Linked DNA regions of Sus scrofa: regions 1 and 3 are each linked to region 2. The links are chromatin contacts, called in public promoter capture Hi-C maps. All regions are on one chromosome and are shown on one strand. The core of a region is the stretch at or near the end of the contact, and the rest is flanking DNA. Distances in the headings are between cores, read along the strand shown. Region 1 holds the start of CHAF1A (chromatin assembly factor 1 subunit A). Region 2 holds the start of CCDC94 (coiled-coil domain-containing protein 94). Region 3 holds the start of MPND (MPN domain-containing protein).

Region 1 (3,496 bases), core at 380-2,879, 120 kb before region 2:
TTCAGTTACCAAAAACAAACAAACAAACAAAACCTTCCCACTGCTAGCTAAAGGATACATTAACTTAGCCACTTAAATTTAAATTTATTTTTAGTTTAACTGCAGGATTTATTGGCATGTCCCTGAGTCACCAGCTTTAATGCAAGTGCAGCAAAAGTGACCTGGGCCCAGAAGCAACCTCAGGTCGATGTAAAATGGATCTCATCTAGGGACGCGGCTTGTTCAAACATATACATAACAATTAACACATTTGTGTATATAAACTTACCACTGCTCTTTATTGAAATTATTTTCTTTCTAGTTTTATTTAGCATTAAGACATCTTTCTCTTTTATGGTATTATGATCATAACAGATGGTGCTTTTAAAATTTTCTAATTAACCATTTAATTGACCCTTACTCGGTCAAATGACTGTCCATGACAATCGGTCCCAACTTTATTTCATAAATTCTATGTCTATTTAAAATCCCAAAGTCTGGAAACAATTAGCACAGTGGTTCTCAATTAGGGGGCCCCTTGACAGTGCCTAGGATACATTATTGTCACAACTAGGAAGGAAGTGTTGCTACTGAGATCTAATGGGTGGAGACCAGGGATGCTGCTAGACACCCTACAATGCACAGGACGGCCCCAAATGTCAATAGTGCTGAGATTGAGAAACCCTGGACTAGTCTAGTTGAGGTCCCTGCCAACCCTTCATTCAAACAACCCACATTTATTGAGCAGCTACTACATGCCAAGCATTTTGCCAAGTGCTGGGGGTAAAAGGAGTCAAGTCGTCTGGTCTTCCGTGGTTCACCACCCCCCATCTTGAGGGCCTGCCAGAAAGCCCCCTCCCAAGACAGAGTAAGGAGAAAGACAGGTCGGCAGCATCAAGAACCCGGGACCCTTATCATCCGGGCCTCTTACCTGGGCTTGCCCTGACCCGCAGACGCAACTGTTCTGGTCCCCGAGCCCTTGTGACCCTGGACCTCCGTTTCTCCACCCAGTTTTGGGGCCGCTGCAGCGTCCAACTTATCAAGGGACACAAACGCACTCGGTAACTTCCAAAGCCGGCTTTTTCGCCTCTCTGGGCCTCCGTTTCCCCTCCTGGCCACACACACCCGTCACCGCAGAGCGCCCTGGAAGGGCGAACTGACGGCAAAAGCGCCGGGAGAAAATGGTCGCGGCTACAATAACGTCAAGAAGAGCGCCCTTTGAGTCCCAAGGCCCTTCCTTGGGACTGTAAGCTCCACGGACCGAACGCGAGGAGCCGAGGAGAGGGCCCGGGACTGGAGGCCCGTCCGCCCCCAACTGCCGCCTCGGCCCTCACAGGCCGCACGCCGCGCCCCCCCTTCCCCTCCGCGCGTGCCGGAACCGACCTGCAGCGGCTCCCCGGGCGCCTGGCGCCCCGCACTCCGGCTCCTCCAGCATTGTCCCGGCAGCGTCTCGAACTCCCCTCAGGCGGAGGAGGCGCGGGCTCCGCTGAGGCGGCCGCTGCTGCTCGCCCTCCCGCCCGCGCCGCTGCTACCGCGGCCGCCGCGCTCGTATTTGGCGGGAACCGCGGCGACCCCCGCGGCCGATGCGCCGATTGGGTGAGGCCGCATCACGTGACGCGCTTCCTCGGGAAGAGGGGTGCTCCGGGAGAATCCTCGCGAGAGCCGAGGCTTCCATTACTCCCAGGGCTCCCCTATTGATATTCCCGCTGAGGGCGGGGTGTCCCCCTCGGCAGCCTGTCATTGGCGGTGAACATGTGCCCTGTGATTGGGGGAGGGTGATATCAATCTGAGAATCGACACTGTTATTGGTTGATTGCTGGGGTATGTGGGTGGGGAGTGGGAGGAGGAAGGGCCAGGTTCCTACGTCGTGACAAAACGCTTTACACAGGGCACCAGAGACAGCCTGAAACTGCGATTTAGCTGAAGACTGAAGTTTTTTTAAGTCGTAATTGGATATAGGCTGCACACATAGCAACAGAAATTAAAATTATGAACTCTTTTAATACGAATAATAAAAATAGAATAAATAAACTCTAGGCATCGCTTCAGAAGCATTTGAGATGCAGTGAATATATTCAGAGGGAACGAATGAAATGAATGTTTCTGGTTTAATCCCTCAGGGTTTTGCATAGGCTGTTTCTTCGCCTGGAACACTCTTTCCTCAGCTCTTTTCCTGGTTGATTTTTACCTAACTTTCAGATCTTAGATCAAAACCCCAGAGAAGCCTTTTCTCCCCTACCCCAACAACATGAAGTTCCTACAACACAGTCATTTTTCTTGGAATAATTACACCTTGTGTTTATTTATTAGCGTGTTATTGGTTAATGAATTAATTCCTGTTTTTATCATTAGCTCCATGAAGGCAAAAATCATTTATCATGGTATCCTCAGGACCTATTGATGACTTACGCAGTAGTAGGTACCCAATATATATATATGAGTGAATACATTAAATACCATTTGATTAAACTGTGACCGGATAAATTAAAAGCCTCTCACAGAACAGAGACCTTCAGAATCAGTCTGTGAGCCTTAGAACAGGTTTTCTTCAGCATCTATTTATCGCTCAAGCAGAGCAGAAGTGAGAATAGTAAAATTTAGCCCAATTTTGGAATTCTATTTATCCTGTAAATTGGATAATTAAATCAGTATGATTGTTGTAAATCATGTGGAAAAATAGGAAATTCGAGGACATCGCTTTAGGCAAGTAAGTCGTGTCTTACTCAAGACCTCAGTTTCTCCCTCTGAACCATTAGGATGTTTTCCCTTCCTTCTCTAACATTCTGACATCTGAAATGATTGAGACTAGTGCATCACCCTTCAGGATGCCCATCAGAATCACATGGAAAAAATTTCAAACTATTAATAATAGCCTCATCAGGATCTTGGGGAAAGAGGTTGGAGCCTGCCTATTGCGAAGCAATCCTCTAATCTAGCCCAGGACCTACCATTGAGGCACTTGGAAACTTCTAGCAATCCTCTGCTTTACAAAAGCACTCAACTCTGTCAGAGATTTTGGAAATGAAATTGCAAGCACTTTAGCTCTGGTCATTTTATTATTCTTCTTTTTGGATTCATTTATTCACTTCAATTCACTATTAATTTCCACTTCATTCAATAAAATAACAGTTGGTTAAAAAAGTCAATATCAGTAAACATTTATCAATCTGAGAAGGCTTCCTGGAGGAGGTGCCATTGCAAAGAGTCCTCTTAGGCACAAGGAAAAGGGAAAAGATTGGGGAAGAATATGCAAGAGAGGAACAATGTTAGCAAAACACATGGATTATAGATGAAGACAGCTGAAATCAGAAAAGGTGATGGGGGAGTTCCCATCATGGCACAGCAGAAATGAATCCGACTAGGAACCGTGAGGTTGCAGGTTCAATCCCTGGCCTGGCTTGGTGGGTTAAGGATCCGGCTTTGCCATGGGCTGTGGCATAGGTCCACAGCTACAGCTCCGATTAGACCCCTAGCCTGGGAACCTCCATATGCCACAGGCGTGGCCCTAAAAAACAAA
Region 2 (3,427 bases), core at 701-3,200:
TCGAATCAGAGCTGTAGCTGCCAGCCTATACCACAGCCACAGCAACGCCAGATCCAAGCCACATCTGCAACCTACCCCACAGCTCACTGCAACGCCGGATCTTTAACTCACTGAGCAGGGCAAGGGATCGAACCTACAACCTCATGGACACTAGTCGGGTACACTACTGCTGAGCCACAACGGGGACTCCTCACAAGCAGGCCTTTCTAAGGACAGCAGCCTCAGGCCTGTCGCATTAACTCTTTCTGCACAGGAGCCTGAGATGGAAAGTGTGGGGAAGGTGAGTTTGGATTATGTTTAAAAATCACCACGCAGGATAAACAGAAAATAAAGCACTTTGAGCTCTGAGCACTTACGAGGTGCCACATACTATTTAGAGCTTTACATCCCTTGTTTTATGCAATCCCTGCAAAGACCTGAGACAGACAGCAGAGTACCCATAGGAAACTGAATCCTGGTGGTTTCAGCTACTCAAGGTCACACAGTGTGAGAAGCAAAGCCAGGGACACGACTTTGGGGAAACTGGTATCATGATTAAGAGCACACATTACAGAGCTGGGGGTACTGGGTTTGACTCCACCACTCTCTGGCTATTACATAATCTCTCTGGGCCTGAGTTTCCTCATCTGATGGAGGGATAACTTGTTCACCTGCAAGGACTTCGTGAATATGGCACTTAGAGCAGTACCTGGCAAACACAAGTATTTACCAGAAAGTTATGGGAATAGATGGCCTCCCAGCTAGATCCTCAGGATGGAAGAACTTTCACCCATATGAAGTCCTGGAATGTGAGGTGACTGGGGCTGGATTTTTCTTTTTCTTTCTTTCTTTTTTTTTTTAGTGCCAAACCTGTAGCATATGGGGGTTCCTGCGCTAAGGGTCAAATCCTAGCTGCAGCTGCCAAATCAGAGCTGTATCTGCGATCTGTGCCGCATCCTTCATCTACGCCGCAGCTTGCAGCAATGCCGGATCCTTAACCCACTGAGTGAAGCCAGGGATCAAACCCGCATCCTCATGCACACTAGCTGGGTTCTTAAGCCGCTGAGCTGCAACAGAAACTCCAGTGGCTGGATTCTTACCACAGGTGTTTAAAAGATTAGAGCACCGAGTTAGGGAAAGAGACATCAAACTGACCTTGGAAACCTGGGCTCGGAGCCATCAGTCTGGAGGTCTCTTCTCTACTCCTTCCTGACATCCTGGGTTTACACACTCCCAGGCCGGTGAGCTCACTCCTTACCTGGGAGCACACACCCTCTTAGACGGTGGGGGACAGGGACTCAGAATTCCGGAGTTTTCTTCTCTAGAAGCTGAATGCTGCTTTCCAGACCCCGCCCCCCTCAACACACACACCAGTTCTGTTAGGGAATGATTTTTTTTTTCCCCAAAAGAGCTGGCAGACTTAAGGCAACTGGAAAGGTCTCCAGCCGCACGCTGAATTTAGATAAGCCTAACCCTTCCCAAAGATCAGAACTGGCTAAAATAGACCCCCTGCCGGCGGTGCTTAGAGCTGAAATACCACGATTTTAAAATAGCTCCGCCCCAAGGAAAGTGATTGGATAATTCCCTTCAGAAGATCCAATCAGGAGAAGAGATCTGGTAAATACGCCCAAGCTCCGCCCCCAAAGGTGATGGGGTACACTCCAGGCTCCAGGATGAGGTTTAGCTGAAGGCCCACCCTCCGCGGAAGGTGATTGGGAGGAGTGTGCAGACCGTTGGGAAGAAGGCAAAGGTCCCACTAGAAGAGTATAATTAGCCCACTTCCGTTGGCTACGAGAGGTCCCACCACTGGTGGAAAGCCTTAGTCGCCCAACACTTACGTTTAAAACTTTTCGCTCCGACATCTTTGCCTCCTAGTCTTCTCACAAGCACGAGAGTACTGGTTAGGCTCGGTGCTTATCGAACTTTCCCGACCGTCTGTCCTTTGTATTTCCGCTTACGCCACTCCTTCAGCCGCTGTTATTGGCTGCAGCATATACAGCTTGCCTTTATCATTGGCTCCAGCTTCCGCCTGTCAACATCCGAGTCCCTCGGTCTTCCCTCCCTGGTTGCAACCCTGGGGGCGCTCATCAGAGGTTCCGGCGTTGGTCAGGATTTGAAATTTCAAGGAGGCGTTGCGCCCCCTAGAGGCGATGGGGCTGCCGGTCACGGCATTCCCTGTTTTCGTTTTTGTTTTTTTGGTTTTCTTCCTAGCGCCGCACCCGCGGCATATAGTTCACAGGCTAGGGGTCAGGTCGGAGCTACAGCTGCTGGCCTACACCACAGCCACAGCAACGCAGGATCCAAGCCGCGTCTGCGACCTACACCACAGCTCACAGCCATGCCAGATCCTTAACCCACTGAGGGAGGCCAGGGATGGAACCTGAAACCTCAAGGCTATTAGTCAGATTCGTTTCTGCTGCGTCACAACAGGAACTCCTCTTTTTGGTTTTTTAAGGGCCGCACCTGAGGCATATGGACTTCCCAGGCCTGGGGTCCAATCCGAGCTGCAACAGCCGGCCTTCACCACAGCAACGCCAGATCCCAGCATTGTCTGCGACCTACACCTCAACTCATGGCAATGCTGGATCCTTAACCCACTGAGTGGGGCCAGGGATCGAACCCACATCCTTATGGATACTGGTCGGATTCGTTACCACTGAGCCACAACAGGAACTCCTATTTGTTATTTCCCATGCCACACCAGCAGCATGTGGAAGTTCCTGGGCTAGGGATTGAATGGGAGCCACAGCTGCGATCTGTTCCTCAGCTGTGGCGATGAAGGATCCTTAACCCACTGTGGAGGCCCAAGGGTTGAACCTGCATCCTGGTGCTTCAGAGATGCCACTGATCCCATTGTACTACAGCCAGTCTTCCCTCCTACACACATATTTACTCCCTTATGTCTCCCTATTGCTTGCCTCTGTGTTCATCTTTCTTTTTTTTTTTTTTTTTTTGTCTTTTTGTCTTTTGTTGTTGTTGTTGCTATTTTTTGGGCCGCTCCCGCAGCATATGGAGGTTCCCAGGCTAGGGGTCGAATCAGAGCTGTAGCCACCGGCCTACGCCACAGCAACGCGAGATCCAAGCCGCGTCTGCGACCTACACCACAGCTCACGGCAACGCCGGATCGTTAACCCACTGAGCAAGGGCAGGGACCGAACCCGCAACTTCATGGTTCCTAGTCGGATTCGTTAACCACTGCGCCACGACGGGAACTCCTGTGTTCATCTTTCTAAAGAGGCCATCCCTTCCCTAGCCTCCCCCTTCCTTTTACAAATGTTTGCTCTGTATCAGAGATGTGCTTGGTCACTGGGGACACATCAGAGAACAAGACATAAGATTTCTGCCCCCCTGGAGATCACTGCCTGTGTAGTGGGACTGATGGACAATAAACACAGTCACACAAAAACTCAGGTCCTGGTAAGTGATTTGAAGACAAAACAACAGGGTA
Region 3 (3,288 bases), core at 634-3,133, 72 kb before region 2:
ACTCCTGCTTGAGTTTCCAGCCAGATCTGTGTGTTTGTACCTGATACACATGGGTACCGTTATCATCTCCATTTTACACATAAAGAAGACTGAGAACCCAGAGAGGGTTCTTGGCCAAGTTTCCCAAGCTCGTGATCATTCAAGGAACATCTGTTATTATCATGGCATTCAAGACCGTCCTAGATCTGGTCCCTGCTAACGTCTCCAGCTCTCTCAGATACCAAGGCATCTGCTTCTTCAGCTATCTCAGGCAATAATGGTTCCTTAAGCAGTATGTGTTGCTTCATGCCTACATGGCTTTGCATATGCCATTCCCCCCTCTGGAAAGCTCTTCCCTTCATCTTGCTTTGACAAACTCTTATTCATCCCTCAAGGCCCCAGCTCCAGTACTCTGTCTCGGGGCACTCTTTATGCAGCAGTGAGTCAGGGAGGCTAAAAGACGCACCTCATCGGCAGCAACTGCAGGCACATGGAACTGGTTTCGCCGGAGCCAGGCAGCCTTGTACTTGTCCAGTTTCTGGCCCTTGTACTTGACGGAGGCCCAGCCACAGCCGGACTTCTTGGCTGGGTTCACCAGCTTCTTGCAATGGGTGGCCCAGGCACTGGGTGAGTTGAACACCTGCCCTGTTTCCTGCCACACAATCCTCCCATCGGGCTGCAGGTCTCCCACGAACTTCTTCCCCTGCAGTGAGAGTGGGCTGGCTGGGCCCAGGAGCTGATACCCATCAAGACCCCTCCTCCAGAAAATCCTCCCTAACTCTCCCAGAGTTTGGCACCTACTTCCCACTTTCTTCCACAAAGCCTTTTAGCTTAGGTGCCTCCCAATACCTAGATATCCATGGTCTAGTCCTGTTCAGCCTGGATTGAAACTTCCAGTTATGTGTCTGTCCTCCACTCCCTTCACTGGACTGTGAGCCACAAAGGACAGAACAGGGTCTGTATTGCTCTCTGCTGTGTCCCTAATGCCCAACACAGCCTGGCACACAACAGGTGCTCAATTCACAAATTGCTCCCACTCACAAAGAGCAAAACTATATTAATAACAACAGTAATAACAGCAAACACTTATAAAGCACTTACTGTGTAGCAGGCATACTGCTGAGCACTTTATTCACTGAATCCTCATACGACCACGTGGGAGGGAAAAAATCCCGTTTTACAGATGGGGAAACTAGGACTTGAGGAGGCTGAGCGAGATCACACAGCCAGGAAAGCACTAGTGCCCTCTCTGAGCCTGCGTTTCTCCTTTGTGGAACTGGGTGTTTGGTAAACAATGTCCTCCTGCCCAAGAAGGTCAGGATGCTCCGTGCCTCAGTTTCCCCTCCCCACGCTGCGGCTTGGCCTGTAGCAAAGGAGCACTCTGGAGTCCGGTTTCCCCTTTTGGCCCCAGCTAGGATGGGCTGGGGCTGGGGAGCGCTCACCAGGTAGTAGATGGACAGCACCCCGGAGCCGGGCTCCAGCAGTCCGTCTTTGAGGAGCACGCGCAGCGTGACCGCGCGCCTAGTGAACGCGCTCCCGGGCCCGCCGCAGCTCCCCGCCCCGGCCCCGCCGCCGCCGCCACTGCGCGCGCCGCCGACTGCCCCTGGACGTTCGGGGTCCTCGGCCTCCGCCTCGTCCTCGTCGTCATCCGGCGCCTCCTCGCCCGCGCCGCCCGCCGGGGACAGCGACTCCGGAGCTGCAGGCAGCAACAGGCTGCAGAGGGGCCGCGCGCCCCGAGCCGGTCCACGGTCCAGCCCCCCAGCCTGGCGCCTCGCTGGACCCCCTCAAGGTTCGCCGTACCTGCCATGGCCGCTCCGCCCCACGCCCTGTGTGCCTCCGGCTCTTTCTTCCCCGCACGTGACGCAACTCCGCCCCGAGGGGGGAGCGCCCCAGCCATTGGCCGCTTCCAGTGGGCGGGCGGGGGCTCGGCCTGCTGGAGCGAACCAAGAAACAGGCCTCCGGCCTGCGCAGGAGGGAAAAGGAGGTGGGGGCTCAGCCCTCTGGGACTATTCTGGAGACTGAGGCCTGAGGCCACCTTCCGTGGGAATGGGGTGTAACGCAGAGCTCATAGTGCAATTGGGGAAACTGAGGCCGGGGACTTCCGCTTTCGGAGAACTAATGACTCCACCTGTGACCATTGCCTACTGGATTCTGCCCTGGAGAGGGGAGAAAAGGGAAATTGAGGTCCGCAACCACCCCTCTCGAGGGACCTACAGGCCTCGGCTGTTGGAACCACGGGAGAAAGTAAGCCCTGGGAGAATAAGCCACAGTGCCCCGGGGCTGTAGGCCAAAATGTGGGGAAGCAGCCGGGCACCGCAGATGTAAAGCGTCCAAGCCGGGCGGCGGTCTCTAAGAGGTTAACTCCCACCCTCCCCAGCAGCCCTCGACTGATTTTATGACTGGATCACAGCCAAGCCCGCCAACCAATTATAAGGGGAGGGGGATTTCATCTTCAGCCTATAGACAGTGTTAAACTAAAGGACAGCCATCTTCCTCGGCCAATCAGCAGGAACCTGTAGCCCTGATACATCCAATCAATGGTAGGGTCTAGTCCGCAGCCAGCCAAACAGCGCGCGGGTAAAACCTGCCTCGCGGGCCTGTGGGGCCAACCCCAAACCAACACCCCGCCCCCGCCCGCGCCAACACTACCACCAACACGGTGCATGTGGCTGGAGTCTGGCTAGGAGTACACCGGAGGGTTGCTGCTCTTTTGACCCTGGCCACTGTCCCAGGACCTTTGCCCCGAGGTGCAGAGCTGCCTCCCAACGCTGGGACTCCCTAATCTCTGGCAGGGCTGAAAGCCGGAGGTGGGGTCTCCCCCAGGGTGCAGGGCACCTTTGTCCAGGCTCAACCTCAGATGGGTGTGGAAGAGGTGACAGACCACTGCGGGTAGGGGCGCGGGTTCCCAGGTAGGGTGGTCTGGACTCAGACTGGACTTGGCTCCAGGTCCTGCTCCACCACTTAACCAGCTCTGTGACTTTGGCCAAATGTCTCCACCTCTCTGTTTCCCTGTGGGATGACTAATTCCTGCTGCAGAGTTGTTAAAGAACAGAGCATGACATGTAGTAAGAGCTGGGGAATGTGAATGATTATTACACATAATGAAATAAAATTTCACGTGATGAAATAAAGTTTGTATCTAAAGGAAGGACAAGAAAAAAATAAAATTTTGTTTCTTTGCACCTCCTTCCTTCTTCCCTCCCTCCTTTCCAACATCCCTCCCAGATGTAATGAGCATCTGCACTACACATTATCCTCTAGAGATCCTCAAAGATGAGAACGCCTGCTTGAGAGTGAAGATCAATTTTT

What was found. Promoter capture Hi-C pulls out the DNA fragments that hold promoters and counts their contacts.
Region 1: a promoter capture Hi-C map of liver shows a contact between it and region 2, with 2.6 times the contacts expected there. The contact joins the promoter of CHAF1A here to the promoter of CCDC94 in region 2. A contact is called at or near these places in 2 of 5 promoter capture datasets (fetal skeletal muscle and liver), 7 of 47 Hi-C or Micro-C datasets (epiblast stem cells, heart right ventricle, liver and 2 more) and 2 of 2 datasets of contacts at active chromatin or transcription factors (alveolar macrophages and skeletal muscle).
Region 3: a contact with region 2 is called in a promoter capture Hi-C map of liver, with 3 times the contacts expected there. The contact joins the promoter of MPND here to the promoter of CCDC94 in region 2. A contact is called at or near these places in 2 of 5 promoter capture datasets (fetal skeletal muscle and liver) and 7 of 47 Hi-C or Micro-C datasets (brain, embryonic fibroblasts, fetal heart ventricle and 3 more).

The regions. Positions count from the first base shown.
Region 1 is chr2:74,410,246-74,413,741 of Sscrofa11.1, forward strand. CHAF1A (chromatin assembly factor 1 subunit A) reads right to left here and starts at 1,630. Exons shown (of 15, transcript XM_003123068.4): 1 at 1,363-1,630. The coding sequence starts at 1,414.
Region 2 is chr2:74,526,383-74,529,809 of Sscrofa11.1, forward strand. CCDC94 (coiled-coil domain-containing protein 94) reads right to left here and starts at 1,951. Exons shown (of 8, transcript XM_013994769.2): 1 at 1,818-1,951. The coding sequence starts at 1,841.
Region 3 is chr2:74,454,045-74,457,332 of Sscrofa11.1, forward strand. MPND (MPN domain-containing protein) reads right to left here and starts at 1,884. Exons shown (of 12, transcript XM_021084063.1): 1 at 1,780-1,884; 2 at 1,422-1,675; 3 at 446-682. The coding sequence starts at 1,876.